Linked DNA regions of Mus musculus: region 2 is linked to region 1. A link is a contact called in public HiChIP or PLAC-seq data. All regions are on one chromosome and are shown on one strand. The core of a region is the stretch at or near the end of the contact, and the rest is flanking DNA. Distances in the headings are between cores, read along the strand shown.

Region 1 (5,822 bases), core at 2,496-4,995:
ACCATGGTATCAGGGACACATCTGCCATTAGAGCACCATCACCTCCCATTGGCTTCTGAGAGCAAGGGCTGAGTCTGGATAATCAGAGTTGAATCTCAAGGCCCTAACTAACACATGGCAGATAATGAGCATCCCAGAAATTAATATGTACTCCAAAGAAAGATGTAGGCAGACTTCATGTCTTATTTTGGTGTCCTCCGAGTTTCTTTAGGGCTGTTTACAGGAGCATGGACACTTTGCCTTACCAGTGGTGACACTACTGGAAAATATCACTCCTTGTCCCCTCCCCCAAGCAACCATCAGCATTTGTGGATCCTCCAAGAGAGGCAGGGCCCCATGAACCTCTTCCTTTTCATGATAGAATTGTGTGTGTGTGTGTGTGTGTGTGTGTGTGTGTGTGTGTATGTGAGTGAGTGAGTGTGTGTAATCTTGTACAGGGAAGCATGCCTGTGCTGAGTTCAAGAGTGCAAAGGTCAAACACAGACTTCCATAGCCTTCTACCTCCTCCTCTGGCTTCTGCATTCATTCTGCTGATCTTCAGTCAAGCTCCCTGAGCCACAGATGAGGGCCCATTTCAGGCTGAGCATCCAGCAGTCACTACTGAACCTTTGAGCAGCTGTTTCTGCAGTTACGGCTGTCTACGGCAAAGAGACGCTGACTGAAGCTCACGGCAGCACTGATAGATGCATGGTGTCCACTAGCCAACAACAGCAGTAGCTGGCTTACCAGCTCCATCACTTCCACAGCCGTGAGCTTCTAACTAGGCTTACACTGAATGTCATTTCCTGTCTGGAGTTGACTCAAATCCGACCAAGAAGTATCTACCCACAATAATTCAAAGGCTTAAGGGTGAGCAGGTTGCTAACATCTATCTACCAGACCAAACTATGTCTACTCACCTAAACCCCATTTCAAGGACCACAGAACCTGAACTTTTTGTTATTGTTTTAAAGGATTTACTTATTACATTTACAATGTTCTCCTTGCATGTATGCCTTAAGGCGAGAAGAGGGCATCAAATCTCATTACATATGGTTGTGAGCCACCATGTGGTTGCTGGGAACTGAACTCTGGACCTCTGAAAGAACATCAAGGGCTCTTAACCTCTGAGCCATCTCTCCATCCCGAACCTGAACCTCACACCTCACAAAATACACTTAAATTAAAAAAAAAAAGTTTTTTAATTAAGAAAGAACCAAAGTCAAACAAGTCCAATTCATTAACAAGTCCTCCAGGAAGTACAAGGAGCAGGTCCACAGCTCCTGGCAACAGCTGCCATGGAGAAAGGCTCAATGTTGATTTAATGCAGGAGTGCAGGCAAGTTGGCCTTTCTACCTCTAGTAAAAGAATTAAAGACTACCCCCCAGAGTATGGAATACAGAGTGATGGGGAAAGATGCTGGTATCATTTTACCACTATCCCCTTGAGGTCAAGAGGCGTTCCCAAGTTCACAGTGCAATAAAGTCACCGTGTGCGCAGAGGGCTATCCATGTAGCATGTCTGTAGACCTCCAAGGATTCCACCAATATGTCCTCCCAGTCCTCTTGGCACTGGCACCTGGGAGTCAATCATGAAGGTTGACAGTGCTCACAAAGATGTGTTTCCAACGGTACTCAACTTTAAAAGCACGCATGTGCATCTGACTCTGCCTGTGTTTCAGAATGTACACTCTAGACTTTCAGGCAAAGTAGCTGAGGGCTGCCCTTTATTAAAGATGATGCCTAATTATGAGGCGACTCTGCAGAGGGATGCATTAGTCGGGTACAGAAAACTATAGAGGTCTGGAGCAGGGAAGTGCTGGGACATCTGCTGCTAGGAGGGAAAGGGGAGGCAACAGATGCTGCAGGTCCATGTAGCTCCATCCAGAGGTTATCAACCTGTGGGTGGCGACCCTTTCAGGGTGGAAGGACCCTTTCACAGGGGTTGCATATTAGATTTTCTGCACATATCATATATTTACATTATGATTCATAACTTCCAAAATCACATGGCAGGAGTAGCAGCAGAAATATTTTTATGGTGGGGGGGGGGTCATCACATGAAGAACTGTTTTAAAGGCGTCCAGCATTAGGAAGGTTGAGAACCACTGCTTGATCCTCTCCTGGAAGATGATTTCTAATGCATAGAGGATTCTGAAATGTAGGAGGATAATGCTCAATTCTGACTGTCAGCTTAACAGGATCTACATCAACCTAGGAGATAAACCCCTGGGCACACCTGTGAAGGAATTTCTATATTATTCTAAATTAAATGGGAGACTCGATCTAAATGTGCCTGGCACCATCCCGTGGGCTGGGCTCCTGGAACGGATAAGTCAGAGAAAGCAAGCTGAGCACTAGCACCCACTGCCTAGAGTCTGACTGAGGATGCGTGTGGTCAGCTGCCTTAGACTCCTGCCACAGACTCCTGCCACCACGCCTTCCATGCCATGACGGCCTATACCCGCTAACTGTCAGCCCAAGCAAACCCTTTTCTCAAGTTGCTTCTTTTTAGGTATTTAATTAGCAGCAAGAATAGAGAGTGATGCAAGAGGTGACCAGATTCCAACTACGTAGGCACCAGCTTCACGCACTCAGAGACCTCCCCATGGCATGGATATATGTTTAATTCCCGAACAACTGTCTGGGTAATTCTGTGTGCTTGAAATGTACCACTCTCCTGTCCAGCTCCTCATATTCTTCCAACCCAGATTCCAGTTTTGCTGCTAAGTGACTATTCTCTCTACTGCTGCAAGGAGAAAAGTCCAGGCTCTCCCTTCAGCTCTCAAGGCATTCCACTGTAACTCCTGCTTCAGCCGTGGTACTTACTCCTGGGCTGCGAAACTACCAGGATCATCACTTGATGACCCTTTGTACTGAAGAGCTTGATAGTACTCTGGAATAGGTATTGTTGTGGGATGTGTTTGATAGGCTAGGAAGTGACAAAGAGCCCCCGCCCAACCTCCCTTGCTAGAACACACACAGAGGAACTGGGAAGATAAGTGAATTCCTGGGCTGTGTACAACATGTACTGTCATTCTCTGTCACATTAAAACTGCACTGTGAGTTTCCCAGACCTCACTCAATACTCACCATTGATGTTCAAGGATAGCTGAATAAGTCATCCACCCTTCCCAATCCTCTTCGAGTCTACCTTTTAGTCCTCCTGCTGTTTTTCTCCGTCAGCAAAGGCTAAAGAAAGAAACTGGATCTAAACTGAACGGTCATTTTGAATTCTGTTCCACCTTAACTTGTTCAGATTGTTGTCAACAGGCTGTTTTCAGAGCAAGTACGACGAAAAAGATAAAAGGTCACATCCAAGGGGGGGAAAAAAACAGAAGGAAAACCATCTTGAAGGTCAAAACCAGGAGAACTGCAAATTACTTAGCATGTGCACTGGGTGACATGGACTTCAAACTCTCCGCATCACTTGGTGTTTTTGGACCCTCTGGAGTCTCAGGACAGTAGATGCTCTACGCTGCTGCTGAGACAGGTAGCTTTGTCTACAGCACACACTAGTCTTTACTTGGAAAACATGGAGCTCTGTTCTATGAGATCTGGGGAAGAAGGGTCGGTATTTTCTAGATTCATCACAGGGGGGCATCATAAAGGATCACATACAACCTCCCCACCCCCAAATGGTCTTTCTTATGCTCGTCTGTTTAATGTGATGCCAAACTGCTGTGGTCCCTGCTGAAGGATATCAGCTACAGCAGCCTGACTTCAACTGTAGAGTGACAGTGCACACTGACATGGTCACGTGTAATTTCATATAAGAAGCTGAAGGAACCTCCCCCTTTCCGGCTCTGGTTTCTTTGAATGAAAGGCTGCAAACCACACATCACTCACAAAGGCAACAGGGCGTGGCTTTTGCAAGAAGGAATTTTGAAGAGTAAAGGAAAGAAAATTAAAGACATATTCTTGTCATTTATCTACGTTGATCTATTAACCACGTATCGGAAGAGCATTTCTGTCAGAGACTTGATGCAAAGATCTGTTGTGTATGTGAAGATCTGAAACAAATTAAGGAATGTGACTCTGATGGTAACACCGATTGCCAACTTGACAGGATCTAGCATTCCCTGGAACATACCTGGGCATCTTTGTGAGCGAATCCAGACTGGGTTAAATGAGATAGGAAGACCTACACTAACAGCGGGTGGCAACATTCCAAGACTGAATGAAACAGAGAAAGCCAGCTGAGGATCTCCTCTGCTTCCTGGCTGCAGAGGCAATGTGACCTGCCACCTCATGCTTTATCAGATGCAGTCTCTGCCCTGTAGTACTCTCCCACTGTGAACCAAAACAAACTTTTCTTTCCTTAAGTTGCATTTGTCAAAGCAATGAGAACAGTCACTTATATAGTAATTAACTGTTTCATTCCCATAACCTCAAAGCTTATGGGAAGACTGTCATGTGACCCATCTAACATTCTTGAACTGGAATAGACTTCCCAAATGATTCTTTTTATTTTCTGGCCCTTCTTCTATGACCACCCCATTTTATATTCAAACATTGAAACGTTCCAGTAAAATGGTACATAGTTTAAAACGTCCCTTATCTCTGACTTGGGAACCATTACATATTGATCTCCATTGGCCAACACAATAGCCTTGTCAACTGACACATACCTGGGAAAACAAAAGAGGTTTCGGCTCACAGACAGCTGCATGCACTGCTCTGTGCTTGTAGCAAGGCAGAAGACTGTTACAGCAGCAGGAACTTCTCATCTCATGGAAGCCAGGAGGCAAAAAAATAGACTAGACCAAATCCAATATATGCAGTTCAAAGACAGTGCTAGCAGCTAAGACCCTGCCTTGCAAATTCTGAATCCTTCAGTGAATTAAATCACTGATTAAGTCAAAGTCCCCGGGTTCTATGTCCTCTGGAACCCTCGCCACTGACACACCCAGAGGTAGGTTTAATATTCTCTTAAGTATCTCTCCATTCACTCAGGTTGGTGATCAAGATATGCTAATCTGTCATAATTTTCCCATTTCTACAATGTAAGAACCCTAATAAATGCATATATTAAAGCATCGTCAATAATAGCAGGGAACATACATGAGACTATATGCCTGGCAGTAATTCTTAACTCTTTTTATGGGCCAAGCATGCAGATTCTAATATACAACTACTAAGCGGTTGAGACTTTCCCGAAGGAGGCCAACCAAACACAATGGCCTTGTAAACTCATCAGATATATGCTTTCTAAATGGGAGGCAACATGCAAAAACACAACACTTGTGTTAAGAAAGCAGTAAAATGGGAGAGATGTTTATTATTAATGCTGATATTAATAATTGAACTTGCACTTGGTGAATTACTGGGTATCCCACGCTTAATGACTCAGTAAGTGAGGTCCAATTTATCCTGGGTAAAGCAGGCTTAATAGAGGGGCACGCTTTATAAGCAAAAGGTAAATACAGAAGGCTGAAACGCAGCTCTGCCTGAATTCAGAAGTCTGTGCCTGGCCCCACGCCAACCACAGATAGGCAATGCTGACATTTTGACACATCTCCTCTAGGTTTTGTCTATTTTTATATAGGCGAGAAAGTGTATTCTATATAACAGTATATAGAGCTCTAACTCTATAAGAATCATTTCCCACAGTACTGTAAACTCTATAGAAATATTTTAATAGATACATAATAGTACAATGAAGTATCCTATAATATACCAAGCTATATTTCTTTGTGTATATTAGCTGTATTCAAGTTTTTACACTTATAAATAAGGCTATGGTAGAATTTTCCATTTTAAATCTCATTTTTAATTTCAGATTTTTTTGTAAGCTAAACATCTAAATATTTTTCCTCCCCCCACCCCCACATCAACATTTCT
Region 2 (5,922 bases), core at 727-3,226, 220 kb after region 1:
CACCTTTGACTCCAGAGCCAGAGGCAGAGGCAGAGGCAGGTGGATCTCTTTGCGTTCGAGCACAGCCTGGTCTATAGAGCAAGTTCCAGGACAGCTAGAGCTACACAGAGAAACCACATCTCAAACAATAACAGCAACAAAAAGGTTTCTTTGGAGTTTTTGTTTTAAAGATTTGTTTGTTTGTTTTTTAATTGTGCATGTGTGTGTGGTTTGTGCACCTTGAGTACAGGTTCTCATGGTGTCCAGAAGACATTAACGGACGACCTGAAACTGAGTTACAGGTGGTAAGCTGTAGGTGCTAAGAACCAAGTTTGCTTCCTCTACAAAAGCCCCTGAGCTCTCTCAGTTCCCTTGAGAAGAGTTTGACCACAAGGGGTAGGGCGAAGCCAGAGTACACTGGGAGAACAAAATGAGTGGGGAGGCTCATGCCTTTGATCCCAGCACTTAGGAGACAGAGGTAGGTAAGTCTCTCTAAGTTCAAAGCCAGCCTGGTTTATACAGCAAATTTGAGGCCAGCCAAGGAATATATAGTGAGTTCCTATTTAAAAAATAAAAATATGTGAGTGCAGAGGAGATAATAAATAAACAAACAAATAAATAAATAAAAATAAAACAGAACATGACAACTCTTTCAAAAAAAAATGCTTTGCTGAAGGGCTGGAGAGATGGCTTAAGAGCAAGCACATTTTGCTCTTACAGAGGACCCAGGTTCAGTTTCCAGTACCCACTTGGTAGATCACAACCACCTATATAACTCCAGTTCCCCTTCTGGCCTCTGAAGGCACAAGGCACACAAATAGTGCTCAGACATACATGTAGATAAAACACTCATACACAGAACATAAAATAAAAGTAGTTTTTCTCCTAGTGTCTGCTAAGAAGGGAAAGCAAAGAAATGGGAGATGAATGGCTAAGACACAAAGTCAAGGGATGCCTTTTTTGCCTAAGATGAAGATGTCAGAGCATCTCCTGTGAAGATAATCCATCAGCGAGGGACTCTGATGATGTGGAGGGGAAGGGACAGCTGCAGAAGTGCAGAGAGCATGAACTCCAGGGAGGACGTGGACTCCTCAGTAGTCAGTCAACTGCTTCAGTGCAGGAATCAGGGAAACCAAGTCACCGGCTGACAGCAACCTCACACTAAAGCACAGTGGGTCTGCGGCGTCAGGAGGCCCGCTGGGATTCAGTCATACATCAAGAGCACAGCAGTGCAGATGGCCCAGTGGCTTCGCCACCCAGGCTCATTACTGTGGGGGGTGGGGGGGGGGGTAGAACAGTGAAAGCAAAGCAGAGGGCGGGTCTAATCAAGGGCTGGGTACTCAGCAAAATGAGAGCAAGGGCAAGGGTCATGGAGGTTGAGGATGTTCAGGAATCAAAACTGGGTACAGAGGATGGAGGACAGGAATGGGAGTCTTCTAAATAAATAAATAATAAATAATAAAGTAAGGCTCTGTACTTGATTTATTTTTCATATATGTATATGAGTTTTGGCTTTGGTTTGATTTGATTTGTTTGTTTGTTTTTTTTTTTTTTTTTTTTTTTTTTTTGCCAGCATGTGTATGTGTGCATATCTGGTACCTGCAATGGCCAGAAGAATGGAGTCATATCTACCAGAAACAGAATTACAGATAGTTATGAGCTGCCACATGGGTGCTAGGAGCAGAGCCTCAGCAAGAGCAGCCAGTGCTCTTAACCTTTGAGCCACACCTCTCCTGCCCACCTTCTGCTTCTGTTGTGGGAGTTGCCAGTACTCCCTTTGTGCATCCTTTGGTAGGTCTGGGTTCCAAAACCGGGTCAATCACACTTCCCCTCCCCCCACTACCCCACCCCCCCTCCACACTCACACACCTTATCTACTAGATAAACACAAAAACAAGAGCACTGCCCTCTAGGGATGAAACGTGTGGGGTGAGGGCAGGGTTACTTATCAGAGCAGCAAGATAAGCCCCCAAGAGCTTCTGCAGGACAAATGAATGGAAGACACAGAAGATTCCATTAGTTAAAGTCTACCGTGGAAGAGTCAAAAGACAACGCGAACGCTTGCAAGCTGCTCGAGGCTTTGGAACAGTGTCAGTTGGAACTGTTGGTTAAGAGCGAAACAAAATGTAGAGGGCTGACGCTGACGCTGACTTTGAAAATGCACTGTGAAATGGGCTGCAAAAGAGCCTGGTCTTAATTCATAGCTCAGGGCAACCCGTGAAGAAAGGTTCTAAGGACCATGTGACTCTTGTATTCAGCTTGTCCATCTTCAGGAGATGGCAAGTGCCAGGAAGTCAGAGGCTCCCAGTGCCTTTCACTTCTGCTTTACCCTCGACTGCCTTACCTTGTGAGTGCTGCCTGTTTATTGGGAAGGGGAGCAGCAGAGGCGTTTGGGAGAGTTCAACTTCAGGGAGAACATCTGGTTAAACCCACCACTTATCCCCATTATTTGTAATAGTTGTGTTTGGCTTATGTTTTAGCTAGTCTTGTTATTAAATATAAAAGCAATAGGATTACAAAGTTCTAGATGGGGTAAATACTGTAATTAAAAAGGCACCAGTTGGGTTTGTTAAACTATAATTCTAGAATGCCAGCCTCCTTGTTATGTTTTTCTTCTTGCCTTTAAACATTTTTTTGTACCTAATAAAAATTGTTTTTGAATGATTTAACCGGTTTTAGTACTTCCTGCTAGTCAAACACCAACCCAAATCCCCAAGAAAATAGTCGGACTCAAAAATTCTGGAGCAAGAATGTCACAGATCACAAGTCCCAGACACCATCCTAAGAGCCTGGGAATGCAGCAAGCACACACCACCTGTCACATGGCCTGGTAAACTGATAGGCAACTTTCCAACTCACAAAGGCACTTTTCTAGCCCTTTTGAAGTTACAAAATTTTACTAAGGGGGAAAAAAAATCAGGCACTTTGATCAAGCTATGAAGCTACGACAGTAAGAACCAGGCAAGAGAGAGTAAAACCTGGTTAATAATATCTGGTGAAAGAGGCACACAGAATTCACTAAGTATTAAGGTAGTACCATTGAGATTAAATATTAGAAGGCCTGAAATAAAGCATCTCTGGAGTTGACGAGATGACACAGATGGTTGGTAAAGGGCACTGGCCACAAAGCCTAATGACCTGAATTCAATCCCAGGGAGCCACATAGTGGAAAACCTGACTCCTCTGACCTCTAAATAAGGTGCCTATGGCTTTTCCCGACCCACCTGCGCTCGTACATACACACAAATAGATAGATAGATAGACAGACAGGCAGGCAGGCAGGCAGGCAGGCAGGCAGGCAGACAGACAGATGAATATGATTTTTTTTTTTTGTTTTTTTGTTTTTTCGAGACAGGGTTTCTCTGTATAGCCCTGGCTGTCCTGAAACTCACTTTGTAGACCAGGCTGGCCTCGAACTCAGAAATCCATAATATGATTTTTAAAAACTTTTTAAAAGCTCCTTTAAGTTAACTTTCATTGCATCACATCTAAAAGCTGTGCAAAATATATATGCAGCACACATCCAGACCAGCTCCTTGGGTAAAGGCACTTACAGCTTTTGCAGAGGATATGGATTTGGTTGCCAGCATCCACGTTGTGGTTCACAACCACCTACAACTCCAGTTACCATGGGATCCAACCCCCTCTTCTGGCCTCTGCACACAGGTGGCAGGCACATGCACATAAAAATAAATAAATTTAAAATGCCCTCTAGGGAACAATGTTGGCAAACAAACCTGGGCAAGGTGGATTTTAAACGTGCATGTAGCCTACAATGTACTGAATAAACTACTCGTGGGGATGGAGTTTGGAATTTTTTACTTCTCCCTTGGAGATACAAAGTCTGAAACACAAAGCCAAAACTGAGAGAGACCCGCAGGATCCCTTAGAACTTCCTACATAAATGAAAAGGTGTACAAAGGTACGGGGTAGACAGTGGCTAAGAACTCTCCGTTTCTGGGATTCAGTGTGCCACCTCTGAGCTAAGCCCAGAAAAGTCAATGTGATTTAAAGAGGGAGTGGGGAGGGAGGGTTCATCAGCTAATTCTCACCAACATTGGCTATTCTAATTTTGGTCAACTGTTATCTGGGACTTTTCCACTCTTCTAGGGTTCAAATTAAAAGGAAGAAAAGCATTCCTGCATGCACACGTGTACTGGCCTTCTCACAGCCAATGGCCATAGCCACCCTTCCTTCTCACTTTCTGCACAAGATCCCCACAGAGAGGAACAAGGAAGGTACAACCATTGAAAGGGTAACTTTCACACTGTGGCACTTAATGAAGCATATGGGCAACTGCTGACGTCAGGGGCTACATCTCCTTCACAAAAGTCTCTCCTCTCCCCAGACACCTCCCCCATTAGGTGTCTTTGGTCCTTCCCGAAATCTCTTCCAATGATGAAGACCCCAAGTGCTGACAGGACCTCTCTACTGTGAAGCTGTTTGATTAAGACACCAAGGAGAAAAGCTAACACATTCCTGCACTCAGCCAATCACAGGTCAGCAAACACATTCTGCCCTGCCCCCTTCACAAAAAAAGCAGAGGTCACTTTGTATGTACAGAAGTAAAGATTCCCCCACGGGTCCACTTCTAAAAACATCCGGGAGCTAAAACATAGAGAATGTAATTCCCTCTCCCAGGAGCTTCAGAATCTAAACTGTCACTATGAGTACCAAGGTGCTCGTAATTACGTGTTCTGGGGTGCGCTTCCTTGGAACACCATCCTACTACTCTTATCTTTGTGTCCCCCTACAACACCAAACACTTCAGCTCACTCCTCTTCCCGTTCTCTGGAAATAACCCGGACTTAGTTTTCATTAACTCAGCCTCCTCTCCTTCCATCTCTGCCCCATCACCAACAGCAAGAAAACAAGTTCTCCCACGTGTCACCTGAAGCCCCGACTTCGGGAAACGCACCCCTTTCCTCCACTATCCCCGCGCCAGAGAGAGCCCTGCAAAAAGCCTGTCGCCTGCACAAGCTAGGAGACGACAGGAGGCTTCAGGCTGATCCACATAAGCCAGGCCCTTGGCCAATCTACGAACCTACTTGCTTTCTCTCCAGCCTTGAGTGAGCTCCCGCGCCAGGTGGAGCACCCCGCAAGCCCCGGTGCTGGGGAGCAGGGTTGGGGGGGGGTGTTACTGAAGGGAACGCTCAACAACGTGCGCAGGCCAGGGAGAGGCTGTGCGCGCAGCTCCGGCAGAGCGCTGGTGGCAGTAGCTTGGGGAAAAGAGGGGCGTGTGCTCTGCGCCAAGCAGCCCCAAGCGCTACGGACTCCCCTGCTCTGTGACACCCGCGAGCCACATGCATCGGTCCCCTGCACCGCTCTTCGCCGCCCCCCCACCCGGGACCCAGCCTAGCCAGACCTGGGCGACGCGCTGCAGTCCGCGCGCCCTTGTGGGGACAGCCGCCTCTTAGCTCGCCCGGGCGCGCAAACTTTCCCAACGACAATCGCTCCGGCTTCCCCCGGGGGCTTCGGAAAGTGGGCGCCCCCCTTAGCCTCTGTAAAAACCCACTGAAAATATGGCGCCCTCGAACGTCGTTCCTTGGGCCCCGAAAAGCCAGTCTCCAGATCCCTCCCGATCCCCGCCGGCGCGAAATCTCAGCTCCTGAGGGTCGGGGAAGGAGACGAGAGGCCGCCGCACTGGGTCCAAACCCTGCCCTCGCTCTCCGCCCCGCGCTTTCCCTGAACGGTCCGCGGCCAGCAGCTGGTTGTTAGCGAGACGGCCAGGGAAAGGGGGAGTCCTGCAATCTGCAGGTCTCAGAGTCGGGGACTAGGAAGCATCCCGGGGTGTCTTTCTCCACGAGCCAGAGCGGGAGACTTGTTTGCAAAGTGGCGCTTTAAGTCGGGGCAGCCAGTGCTGGAATGAAGCCGCTCTGCTCTCCGCCAACTCAGTCGGCGCCGGGGTCACGGCCGGAGTCCAAGGGGCCCCTCGGTGCAAAC

The links. HiChIP or PLAC-seq counts read pairs in DNA pulled down with a chosen protein or histone mark.
Region 2: an H3K4me3 HiChIP or PLAC-seq map of the SCID.adh cell line shows a contact between it and region 1, with 11 read pairs. The contact joins two enhancer-like sites. A contact is called at or near these places in 2 of 484 Hi-C or Micro-C datasets (cochlea and extraembryonic endoderm stem cells), 14 of 115 datasets of contacts at active chromatin or transcription factors (the SCID.adh cell line, T-cell acute lymphoblastic leukemia, cardiomyocytes and 10 more) and 1 of 9 other capture datasets (embryonic stem cells).

Annotation. Positions count from the first base shown.
Region 1 is chr9:67,401,181-67,407,002 of GRCm38.p6, forward strand. The region is part of intron 2 of Tln2 (talin 2); the gene reads right to left. Among named protein-coding and RNA genes, the nearest start is that of Tln2, 160 kb to the right of the region's middle. Within about 2 kb of position 3,746, at least 16 of the 459 cell types and tissues checked have an H3K27ac peak or open chromatin away from gene starts, as enhancers often do. A contact at or near this core is called in the SCID.adh cell line and extraembryonic endoderm stem cells, where this site is marked.
Region 2 is chr9:67,627,570-67,633,491 of GRCm38.p6, forward strand. It overlaps a transcript of Tln2 not described here. Among named protein-coding and RNA genes, the nearest start is that of Gm30936, 64 kb to the right of the region's middle. Within about 2 kb of position 1,977, at least 9 of the 459 cell types and tissues checked have an H3K27ac peak or open chromatin away from gene starts, as enhancers often do. A contact at or near this core is called in the SCID.adh cell line and extraembryonic endoderm stem cells, where this site is marked.